Linked DNA regions of Mus musculus: region 1 is linked to region 2. Evidence: chromatin contacts called from public promoter capture Hi-C data. All regions are on one chromosome and are shown on one strand. The core of a region is the stretch at or near the end of the contact, and the rest is flanking DNA. Distances in the headings are between cores, read along the strand shown. Region 1 holds the start of 4931428L18Rik (RIKEN cDNA 4931428L18 gene). Region 2 holds the start of Ptp4a1 (protein tyrosine phosphatase 4a1).

Region 1 (6,462 bases), core at 1,375-3,874, 270 kb before region 2:
CCAAAGTCCACTTATCCTAAAGCATGGAGGGGGGATATCTGATTGGCTTCTATACAGACCAAAACATGAAGGAGGTTACCTGAGGGTATGCTCTGCCTACCAACAGGTAGGTTTATTACTTTTGCACACACTTGCTTTCCTCCTTATCTACATCTCCTCCTCTTTCCCTATCTGGAAGGGAGTTTTCTAGCACAAGTTACTCTTCCCTGCACACGCTTTCCCCCTCAGCCATGAGCAATATTGTTAGTTGAAGTTCCTGTGGATCCCTACGAACACTAGTCAATAGAAATGAATGTAAACAGTTGTCAAAACAGATAACATAATTCCATTCCTCCGTAGGGGGGGGCGGGGGGGGGCTGCCGAAATGTCACGACAGAGGTGTTTTCATAATTGCATATTTTGGAAGAATAACTCTGTTTAGTCAAGCTGAGCAGAGGTCCAAGATGCTGCCATTGACAACCTGTGAAGTCGTTCTTCACAGCAATTTTAGAAACCACCGTGTAAATCACAGCAGAATTGATGGTCAACAGTCCTTACTGGCCAAGGACAAGCACCACTCAGCTGCCCCTCTGGTCACATTTCAATACTTTCAAAGCCCTGGTCTTTCGCAGACACTGGCCCAGATCAATCACTTCTCGATGTCTGGAGTGGCCTGAGCCTCAGCACTTTTTAAAGCTCCCTGGGTAACCACATGTATAGGCGGTGTTGAGAACCACGACTTTAGTGATCAGAACAATCCATCTGACCACTTCATTTTTTATCTCCTGGTTCACCTTTCTGTCCCTTGTTCTGTCTCTGGATGACAATGTAGAGGAGTCATCATGTGACTTTAACTATATAATTTCCATTTCTGGTTTGAATGCCTCAGTGGCCTGTCTTCCACCTAATCAAAATATCTAAATACATGAAACAGAAATACAGAAGAAAAATGTACCTTAATTTTTTCCATTTATCCTAATTGATATTTAAACTGATTTTAAGCATCATTTTTTAAAATATACGTTTTTAATAAATAGTAATGAAATAAACTCATTCAATAGTACAGAAAATACAAGGAACACGGAAAATTTATAAAAATAATAATGTACAGTTAGGAAGATAGAAACAAGAGAAAATGAATCTACACATATATCTATAAATATTACTTTTTCAAATAAACATGTGTCTCACAGGACACAGCAAATTATTTATAGTCCTTTCTTACTTATATGTTCCAGAACAATATTGAAGCCCTAGATTGAAAACATCCTAAATCATGTTAAAATCAATGAAAAAGCAACCAAATGAATTTTTCTGGTGACAATAATGACAAATCCCTATGTAGCAGATTGTATGGTAATGTAATTAGTTAGCTGAAGTTCTTCAGACTGCTGATTTAAGTGAATCACTTATTTCATGGTCATAGCTCTGCTGTGTGATTGACCATGTAATAACCTAGATGGTTAACCTGAAAATATTTTATTCAGCTCTCACTATAGAAATGGAACAGCACCTTATTGTATGAAACAACCATATGTCATAACAGTAATAGAATTGACTATATTTGATCAAAACACCACTAAAATTCTGAACCTTTCTAAAATATGTCGGGGGTGGGGGGAGAACATAAACAACCAGTATTCAAAGGTAGAAAAAAAAATGTTCTTGTCATGATTTCTTTCTATCTCTTCTTATTCATACAGTTTCAGGAAATATTAAAATCCAAATCCCTTTGGACGGTCATCCTGACTTCAAGTGTTTCAGCTTCCCAGATATAGGATGCTCTAGCACTGTTCCGTTCCACGGGCTGGGGAAAGTTTACTAACAGCTTCTTTCTAGGAGTGCGAAGATCAAGGAGCATTTCTTGGATATCAATTTGAATTTCAGAAGGGTTTGTATTGGGCAGTTTAATTTTCACCACCAGCTCCTGGCAGCATGCCGTTGAAGGATCCTTTCTTGTTAATCCTAGGTATACGTCCTCAGTTCCCACAGTTTGTTGGAATACAATCTCATAATCTGGAATTTCACGAACATCCCATATATCATCATGCTCTGCTCCTTCTGGAACCTCTTCTGGATTCCAGATGTTCTCACTTTCATCACTCCTGGGTTCAGGAATAGCTTTGGACTCTTTTGCTTTAGGTGGTCCAATATTCCCAGGGCCCATGGCTCCAATAGTAAATGAGCATTGCCCCTGTTCAAAATCAAAACCATCCTCTTCTTCGGGATTGAGGAGACTGGATAGTGCTTGAAGGGACCAGGCAGAAGACAATGTCACAAATTGCATATTTTTACCTTCCTTGCTCTTTGCTTCCAAATTCCCTGTTACCACATTCTCAGCTTCAGCATTTTCTGATTCCATTATTCAAATATAGATAAGAGTGTACCTCAAGGGTAGAGTGCTTGCTAAATGTGGAAGAAGGTCTGAATTGGATCCCAGGTGCTTGGTCAGTGCTGTTCACAGCCTAGGAGCCGAAAATAAACTGCCACTCGCTGTGCGTTGCTCTGTTGCCTGGGTAACAACTTTGTTGAACTTCCCTTTTCCACCTCTAGTTCCTGCTTGACTCTGCTAGCCAATCACAGGAGAGTCTCCTTTGAAACAATACCAGCAGCAGCCAATCCCAGCTCGTCCCGTTCAGGGTCTATGGCTGCCATTTCTAGTTAAGTAGATCGACCTGGGTTAGGCTGTGGGATCCATCATGCTAGCTCCTGAGAGTTCACAGCTTCTCTGCGGTAGTCCGGGTCCTCCCGCTTCTCTCAGACTGCCTCTCCCCACCTCTGCCTTTACTTTGAAGACCAGATACCCAGCTGGCTCAGCCACAGAGGTAAGAGCAGGATGTTACCATTTGTCCTGCAAGCTTTTTGCAGTGAGCTTTTCTCCCCCTCCTCCACTCCGCCCCCACTCCTCCTAAGCATCATTTTTAAAACCTGAGTGGGTTTCTATTCCTTTTCTAAAGTATTTTATTTTTATTTGGGAGGGAGTTGAGTGGTGGCTCAGCACTTAACGTTCAGTGCTCTTCCAGAGAACTGGGGTTTATTTCTCAGCACCCACATAGACGCTTATAACTCTGTAATTCAGTTGCGGGGCATCTTTTTCTGACCTCAGTGAGCACCAGGTACACATGTGGTATGCAGACATACATGAAGACAAAACACTACTCCGCTACTTTACTTGTGCCAACCTGACATATACCTAACCAAGATCTAGGTGGGAAGAAAGAATCTTGTGTTTCGACTAGCTTTTGATTACACAGCCATCTCTCCAGCCCAGGAAGAGTGAATTATAAGTGAGAAAATAAAAGTGGCCTATAGGCAAAAATGGAGGACACTTTCTCAATGATTGATGTGGGAGGGCCAGCCCTCAGTAGGCAGTACTACCCCTGGGCAGGTGGTCCTGGATTACATAACAAAGAAGGTAACAAAGAAGGCTAAGGAAGCCTTGGGGGTCTAGGCAGTAAGCAGCCCTCCTCCATGGCTTGTACTTCAATTCCTGCCTCCATGTTCTTGCCTTGAGTTCTTGCTCTGAGTTGTCTCAGTGATGGAGTGTGATCTGAAAGTTGTGAGCTAGAATAAGCTTTTTTTCCCACCCATTTGCTTTTGGACATGATGCTTGATCACAACCATATGAATCATAATTAAGATGAAAAATACTAGCCAGACTGTGGGATATTGCTGTGGAATACACCTAACCATATTGTTTGCAGTTGGGGAGGGGTGTGGAAAAAATGGACAGAATAGCCATTGGTGCTCAGAGCTCAATAAGCTATTATTCTATGGGAGCTTGGAAGATAAGAAGGCTGAGAGCTATGTAGGCAGTGCAGACTTGGTTTGTGAGTTTCACAAGGATATAAAGACTACAAGGGCCAGGTGAGGTGGTGCATGCGTTTAGTCCCAGCACTCAGGAAGCAGAAACAAGCGGATCTCTGAGTTCATAGCCAGCCTCTTTTACTGTGTGAGTTCCAGGAGAGCCAGGGCTACACAAAGAAAACCTGCCTCAATCAATCAATCAATCAATCAATCAATCAATTGCAATAAAAACTACCGGACTTGTTTGGGTGATATTTTAAATTAAAGATCTGTGGTTCTTTAATCACCTGGGATCTGAAGAGTCTATTGAGATTAAGAAGAGACTAGCATTGTTGAGGTAAAATTTTCTGAAAAGGGTTTCCTCAAGTTTGGCATACAGAAGCTATGATCCAGATGGGATTCAGGCTGTATGTGCATTTGCTGCCAGCCAAACTTTGTAATGTGTAAGAGTTTCCCAGGTGGTGCTGGTTTAAAAGGAATGAAGGAGCCATGGAGAACAGCTGAGGCTTGGAGCCTGGCAAGGCCCTTGGTGAAGGTGCAGCCTCAGGTACAGTGAAGCCCAGGATTACAGATGTCATGGGAGAAAATTGAGGCTTAACACCCTGTAGAATAGCCAGAGTCCCCAAAGAGAGCTCAGAAGAGGTTATTGGAAAAGGTGCAGACCTGTCACAGTGCAGCCCGCAGAACTTTGGAGATGCCAGTACGACAGAATGCATAGCCAATATGGGCGCAGCTGTAGAGTAGAGCCAGCCTGATGTGCTGTGCATGTTGTGCGAGGCAGAGCCAGAGAGGAGAAGCTTTTCCAAGCCAATTGGAGATCATGAGTCCCATAAGTCTTTACATGGTTGGACTTCAGTTTTGCTCTATTCTGATTGTAACTGTGCCCTGGCTCTTCCTCTTTGAAATAAGTATGTAATTTATATTTTATTTTATAGGAGCCCCCAGTTTAAAAGTCTTTCGAACTTTAGGGAGATTTGAACCTTAAAGAGACTTCGTATATTTTAAAGAGACTGAAGCTTGTGGGATTTTCAAAGCGGAAGTGCCCTCGAAGACTAGAGGTGTCAGATTCCTCTAGAACTAGAGTTACAATGTGTGTGTTGGGAACTGAATTCCAGTCCCTTTGAAAGGCGGTGAACACTCTTAACTGATGAACCATCTCTCTAGCTCTGTGACTGTCTCTTTGTAACTTACGCACATCCACATACAAACCCTAAGACACAACCATAGAGTTTATAGAATCTTCATTAAAAGCCTTGCTTACTATTTTGCTCCCTCCTAAAGCAGTGACCTACTCTGTAATCTTGACTATACAAGAAGCTACTCTAAGAGGTTTGCAGTTTTAAAGCTAGTGTGGGCAAGACAGCAAGACTCCGTCTCCAATATATCTTTTTTATTCTTTTATATATTTCAGAACAAAATGGGTGAAAAGAATGGAAGGCAGAATTATTAGGAGCCTAGTGCTCCTAATAACTGCTTGGGTGTTGTTGTTGTTGTTGTTTCCTGTGTGAGACTAGACATAGCATAGATAAACTCTCCAGTGTGATTGAAGATTAGAAGAAAAAGTACCAGAACTGGATGCGACATGTTTACATCCAACTGTGCTGTTACTTAAGTTCCCAAAGGGCATTGTCAGTGGAGTGAGGATGATTCAGTTTCCTGAGAGAAATGGAAAGCCAGCAGCTCGCCCTGACGGCAGAGAACATCCAGGGTCAGGCAATCCGAACTAATGAGGTGATAACACAAGGAAGGGTCCTGTGTCCCTCCTGGCAGTTCTTCTTTTCTGGAATAGCTTGAATACACTTTTTGTGTAAAACCTACCCTCACTCCTGAAATTTCTCCTCTGAATGTGTCTGAACCTGGGCCAAGGTGCTCTGAGATCCCCTCAAGTGTTGCAGTGCTGTCTTCGGCTTCCGTCATAAGAACATAAAATTGGATGGCAACAGTCTGGCAATTGGAATGCAGAGAAAAATTGAGAATTATCTCCAGTTTATGTCTAAGTCAATTTAAATCTGAGGATGGGATCAAACTGAAGCAGGACAGGCTCAGTTTTATGAGCCAATTCAAAGTGAGTTTTAAAACAAATTTAGAACCTAAAAGGCAATTTAATTCAAAATTCCTCTAGGCAGAAAACCAACGGGACTGTCAAACCGCAAAATGCAAATAAAAGAGCAGATTCAAGGGTAAAAATATTTTATGAGTTCCAGTGGCAGGACAAAAATTCTATTTAAATATCAGGTAGCAGGAAAACGCTGTTGTATAAGATAAATGTGTGTGTGTGTGTGTGTGTGTGTACATGTATATATTGATTTTTTTTTTAAGAATGAACTAGGAATTAGCAGATCTAAGAGAGTTTTAGGTTTGCCAATCACTCAGTTCTGAGTGAGACAAGAGTACCTCTAGGGTCATATATATTCTTAAAATAAAAGCATGATAAAGTCGGCCCTTTGATCACAGAGAGGCAGTTGATTCCGTATACTCAAAGCCTTCATCTCCAGTCTGAAAAGCCTAATCACTTCATTATCTCCTACGTAAAGTGCTTTAAAATCAAAACTCATCCTTATAATTTCCTGTCCGTATAACAGACTGCAATCAGTATGAGCTTGCCCTACAGAGATGGGATGTCAGTAACATAGCATAGGAAGGCAACATCTTTCTAAAATGCTTCAAGGTTGGTAA
Region 2 (6,078 bases), core at 1,447-3,946:
ATGGTAATGGGAGCTCTGCCCAAGTATCTACACTGCTACCCAGCTCTAGCTATCTGGTTACTTGCCCATACCAAATATACTTAGTCCACATATACATTATTTGGTGGTCCCCAGTTGATAATGTCACTTGTGATCTTTCTGTGCAACAATATCATTTTGCTATGTAAATGTAATCCTTTGGTGGGGCTTTTATGGCCCCATATAATCCAAGGATTCTGAGAGTGAAATCTCTTTATACACTTGGCATAAACAGAATCATTGTTTACAGATGTGCTGTGCTTAAAAGATTCTCTATTCTCATTCGGATTTGATCTGTTGCCTTCTGAGGCCTTTAATCTTCCGTGGTGACCTTCCCTGCATTGCTTATCTTCTAGGTAATGTTTTTGATACTTAGCATATGCTGATAAAAGCTCCAAGGACAGGTTTTATTAAGGAGCTTCAAGTGGCCATCTTGTTTGGCAAAAGTGGTTCCCTTCCACTTAGGATTTCTGGAGTCTAATCACTAGATTTTCAAGGTTGTTTTCTTCTTTTAAAGTCTGTTAAATAGAGGTGCTTAATGTGCCAACCACAAGTGGGTAAGTCCTATTGACTTGGTCCACAGGGATCTCCTTGCTCAATGTTGGGATACTTACTCCTGGGATCAGCTTCCAACTATTCAATGACTAGAACAGACACCCTCAGCAAACAAAGAAACCAGCCCAAGACACCAAGTAACAGCAGCTGCCAAAGAGACTCTGACTGCCTTGTGAGAATTGAGTGGACTGACCAACAAGTTTATATCTGGTTTAAGATACATTCTTTCAGCAGCAAAGGATGGAAATCTGTCCCTTTCCAAAATAGGACTGGGTGATAATTCCTTATAAAAGGATAATCCCGGTGGAGACAATTCCCCTTCCTGAGAGCAGAAGCCAATCTTCTAGGGCTCAATGAGGACAGCTAACCAAGTACCATACATCAGCAAATATCGTCAGCAATTACGGGATCTGTGGATTACACAGCTCACAATTTGCATCACGAGTTCTACAAGGAAACCAAGACACTGATTTACCTTTGCTTGCTATTTGCTCAGTTATTTTAGCTCACCAAATTCCCCTTTGGAAAAGGTGTCATTATTTTTGTTTTACAGTGTTGACCAACCTTTGGAATAGGGGAGGCAGATTTAATATGCCTAAGTATGTTATTAATACAAGTTGGCCAAGCTAGTCACTAATTATTCTGCCCATGTTTTTCCAAAGCTTAAGTAACACTTACCCAAAGTCACTGGTCATATGAAAGGTTTTAGTTCTGTAATACTCAATCTGTCTTCGGTTGAGTTTCCTGGTCTGCTCAACTTCACTTTACTGTTCAAAGACTTTTCTTTTAATCTCCCTGCATTTTCTTAGGACTTACATAATTTAATTGTTACCTCACTTTACCTCTATTTGTGAAGGGATCTATGCTTCAAGTTCTTGACTTTAAATGGATCCCTGGCCAAGCAATTTTTAATGACGATGAGTTGCTTTTTGTTGTTGTTGTTGCTGTTATTAAAGGTCTGCCCCCCCCTTTTTTTAATGTACTTACGTTGCTTACAGATTGCATGTTTATAAGACATTTAAGTAACTATGCAAGGAAGTCTCTAAATAGAAGTGCTAATAAATCACAAAATTCGGTACACAATAAGAGAGAGCACAACTTATGATTTCTCCGGCCTAATGTGCAGAAAAACAGGGAACAAAAGGCCTCAGTGTTATTGGAAAGCTGAGTTCTCCAAAGCAGGTAAAGGTCCTGTTTACCTGTCCTAGACAAGCGAGCAGAAAGGGTTTTCAGATAAAAGCTGCCCTTGTATGATCAGAAACAGCTGCACTCAGGCTTCACTTAGAAGCCTAGATTAAAAGGACACTGGAACAGGACTGAAGATCAACAAAAGGGGAAAGCTTAGCTTTTGACGCAAAAACTTACATCAGCCCTTGATAAAGCCGAAGATTCTTAATTTAAAAAGAAAAAGAAAAAAAAAAAGCTTCCCCTTAGCAAAAGCTAACCTTTCATTATCTGAGAATGAGCAGCAGTACAAAGGATGCATGTGATTTCGAAATGCCACAAACGAGCCAACTGCAGTTGCCAGAATCAGCAGTTTAGGGGTGTAACCTAAAAAGAAAGGGGGTGGGGGGAGAAGAAGAAAGGCTAGGAAGCAACTAGGCTTCACGTGCCTCGAAAGAAAAAAAAAAAAAAAAATAGGGACATTTCCTGGGTTCCACCGGCTAATCTCTGCGGAGAGCCTTCCCACACGTGGAAGTGCCCGTGGTGACGAGAATCCCTAGTCCCAGACTAGGGCCGGGCTCTGGAGCGGTGAGTCAGCCGCCCAGCGGTCATGCGACATCAATATGGAGTGATGACGGAGATCCCCGGGCGCAAGGGCCAAGGTAAACCGTTGGCCAGCGCGACAGAGCTATGGCCTCGGGCTACAGGGTTCCGCCCGCCGGAGAGGCGTTCCAAGTTGAGGCGAACTCGCGGCTCTAGCGACCGGAGCGTTTGGTGGCGAGGACCAGCCAGCACACCGCGCCATTCATCAACCGGTTCGCACCGGTGGCGGCTGCCCCGAGTGACGTCTGCGTCCCGGGCCCCGCCTCGAGCCGCAGGCGTCCCGCGCCGTGATTGGCTGCCGCCTGTGCGCACGTCGCGCCGGCTATAAAGGGGCGGACTTGTGACGCAGGGGCGCCTGGGCGCGCGCATTGGCTCTGGGCTGCGGCCGGCTCGGCGACGCTCCTCGGGCAGCTCACTGCATGGTCGTCTGGTGCCCCCGCCGCCTGCATCCCCGCCGCCGCCCCGCGACGCCCACCGCCGCCTGCCCTGCCGCCGCCGCCTGCGCCGCCTCGGGACCGGCTGTATGATTAGGCCACAATCTTCAATGAGTAGACATATTCCTGTGAGTACCGCGGGCCCGGCCTTTGTTAGAGCGAGCGACCGAGGAGGGAAAGGAGGGTGGCCGGGCGACCGAAACGCCGGCGGCGGGGCCCGGACCCGGAGCGACCGGCAGGGCAGCCCAGCGGCTTTGTGCGCGTGCCACCCTGCGGCCTTTGTTCCGAGAAGCCGCGCGGGCGTCGTGGACGTGGCCGGGGCGGGGCGGGGCTGCGGGGGGACCGGGACCGGGCGCCCGGGGCCTCCCAAGATGGCCTCGGTGGCCGCCCGCGCTCGCCACCGTGAACCCGTGATTGCGGACCTCGCGACTGTGCGCGCCGCTCAAGCCCGGGCTTGCCGATCGCCGCCGGGCTTCGGTAGTGGCGACCCGGTCGGCGGAGGGGGACTCTGACTCGGCCCCGAGGCGGGCTGCGCGTGGGGCGGTCCGCTCTTGGGCTGGAGCAACAGGAGCTGCTGGGCAGAACTGCGCGGCTCCTGTTGAGCGAGCAGCCCTGCACCATTCCACCGCTGGCGAGCTGAAATTTCCACGGTGTCGGAACGGTCTGTGCGGTGACCAGAGGTCTGGATTCCGGAGCTTAGGGGTCATGAATCCTATCCTGGCTTGCTTTTTTTAATTATTATTATTATTTTGCTGTTTGCTTCGTGCCGGCTAAAACGGTTGGAAAACCAGAAAATCGCGATCTGTTCCCGGAAGGAAACAGCGCTTGCACACGCGCTAGATTGGGCGCGTTACCTGAAACCTGAGTGTATTTGGAACAGAATTGGATAAAGCAGATGATCCCACAGACTGGTTTGATTCTAGAGTCTGACAGACTGAAGCTAATGCTACACACATACACACACACAAATGATCCTTTTTTTTTTTTTTTTTTTTTTTTGCTTATGGTGCATGCAATTAAAATGGGACGATCTCGTCGTGTATCTTGGCTGCCTATCATGTTGAGGTTTTGCCTGTGAGGGAGTGGGAGGATATTATTAAGAAGGATTTCGGTGGTCTCCACTGTTTTAACAGAAGTGTCCTCCAGCCACTGGGTGGCTCCACTCATTTCAAAGCAGTTCAGGAAAATTTTTTTCTTGCTGCCCTCCAGCTTCCTAATGGAACTCTTTAAAAGCTATATCGGACCTGTGTATGAATGTTCAATAAAGTGCCAAATTAACAAAAACAAGGAAGAAAAAAATTTAGGACCATTTTATATACACGGGCAAAAGATTTTTATATATGCAATATATATACATATGTATGTATTTATATATATATGTATATATATAAATAAATAATATTTTTGAGATTATTGGAGGGAGTCTGCTCTCTGAAGTATTAATCTTTACTGGTAATTTACACTGGGTTTTTTAACGCACTGAATAGATGTACTTTGTGAGGGCACGTGTCGGGAATAAGTTGTCTTGCTTGTGGTACCTCCTAGTAAATAAGAGTTTGGGGGATTAGTTCCTTTGTTTCACTATAAAAATAGTCAGGGAATTTTTGACTGATTTTTTTGTTTGTTTGTTTGTTTTTTTGTTTCAAGATTTTACTTGAGTAGTTTGCTCTGAAGGACAACGGTTGTCATTGAGTGTTCTTGTTACTAAGTGCAACTGCTTTTCTTTCCACCACAAACTGCCTAGAGTAGATAGACCTTAAAGGGTTTTGTTAATTCCCATTTTACTTCTATTGGGTTTATCTGAAAGGCTTTTATGCATAGACTCTGAAAAAGTATCGTATGACTATGAATATACTAGTTGGTGCTGGCACCAATCTGCTTTAGCTTTTTTAAGGAGGAACTTATGGAAATGTATCTGTCAATGATCATAGTTATGGTTACATTGTTTGAGACCATTAGAAAGTCTTGATTTCCTCTTTTCATATTTGAATTGGATTTTAGCTTTGCAGCAGAGAAGTGGAATTGGAGTTTTAAAATAGCAAAAAGATAATATTGTGTATATTTTATTTGAACTTGTCTTAAGTAGGATATGTTTGAAGATCTAAGTAAGTCCATAAGTCCGTATTTATAAGAGCCAATCTGATCCAAAGAGATGGCATAAAAATTCTTAGGATCTTTTAAGAAGGAGATTGCTTACAGTTTCACTTAGAGAATTATCCTGCAGTGCAATGTGGTTTATAGAAACAAGATGGCCTGGCATTCTAGGCAGCCTCCCTACTGATGAGTCCTAGCGTCTTGTTTAAGTCTGATCGATTGGGATGGAACCCACCCTCCCTCCCACACACTTCACTCCAGAGGTTAGTGACAGTGCCAATTGCAGACTGAGAAGCTTTACCTAAAGCTATAACTGTGCTTACACTATTCTTAAATGTAAAGGAGCTGCTACAAAATACAAAAAGGCAGGCCCCCAAATTTAAACTTTAGAGACTAAAATGTAAAGGGGTAATTGCATTAAAAGTGTTTTTGTTTTGTTTTGTTTTGTTTGGAAGAAAAGCCATACTCCTTACTTTGAACCCAGTAGCTTAATAACATAAAATATGAAATCAGAACTAGTGGGCAGTTGAAATCACTGTCTGTGAATTCTGCAAGCGTCAGACCACATGGCGTCTAGAGTAGTGTCTATGAACAGCAGGCTAAGGCAGTATAGAAGACACAATTCGGGCCAGAATAAAAGTGTAAAGAGAGACGGACTAATTAATTAAATCCATGTGTCTAGATGTGTAAGTGGAATTCCTATGTAGCTGTGACTCTGAGTTCTTGATTGTTGAGAGCTTCACTTTAATGGGCTTGTGATTGCTCATTTTAGGCCTATTGATTTAAAATGCAGTAACCTTGAATTTTGTAATGCAAGTAAAAGTCAAATTAGCTTGTCTCTAATTTGAGCAGCTGTGTACTTAGTGGAAAAAGCATGACATATTCCTTTTGAATTAGAAAATAACTTTTTTTCCCTTTCTTGCTTTCCTTTTCTTCTAAACAGCAGTTCTGTGGTGTTCTCGGTCACACATTTATGGAGTTTCTGAAGGGCAGTGGAGATTACTGCCAGGCACAGCACGACCTCTATGCAGACAAGTGAACTGTAGAAATTCATTACTACTCCACCAAGAAACCCCCATAAGAGTGGATAACCTGGACACAGGCGTGTTGAATTGAAATCTGCAGAGCATTTGACAAGAGCTCAGACCTGGATGGGGTAAACCTCAGTGCACTTCCTTTGTATTGCCTCAGTATTACTGGATTGAAGACT

What was found. Promoter capture Hi-C pulls out the DNA fragments that hold promoters and counts their contacts.
Region 1: a contact with region 2 is called in a promoter capture Hi-C map of trophoblast stem cells, with 2.7 times the contacts expected there. The contact joins the promoter of 4931428L18Rik here to the promoter of Ptp4a1 in region 2. A contact is called at or near these places in 2 of 39 promoter capture datasets (pre-B cells and trophoblast stem cells) and 1 of 115 datasets of contacts at active chromatin or transcription factors (bone marrow-derived macrophages).

Annotation. Positions count from the first base shown.
Region 1 is chr1:31,218,818-31,225,279 of GRCm38.p6, reverse strand. 4931428L18Rik (RIKEN cDNA 4931428L18 gene) reads left to right here and starts at 2,624. Exons shown (of 3, transcript NR_033445.1): 1 at 2,624-2,804. Dnaaf6 (dynein axonemal assembly factor 6) reads right to left here and starts at 2,441. Exons shown (of 1, transcript NM_029062.2): 1 at 993-2,441. The coding sequence starts at 2,341. The coding sequence ends at 1,685.
Region 2 is chr1:30,946,373-30,952,450 of GRCm38.p6, reverse strand. It overlaps Ptp4a1 (protein tyrosine phosphatase 4a1), which reads left to right and starts at 2,696. Exons shown (of 6, transcript NM_011200.2): 1 at 2,696-2,902; 2 at 5,812-6,078. It overlaps LOC115487084 (a long non-coding RNA gene), which reads right to left and starts at 2,580. Exons shown (of 1, transcript NR_164183.1): 1 at 1,113-2,580.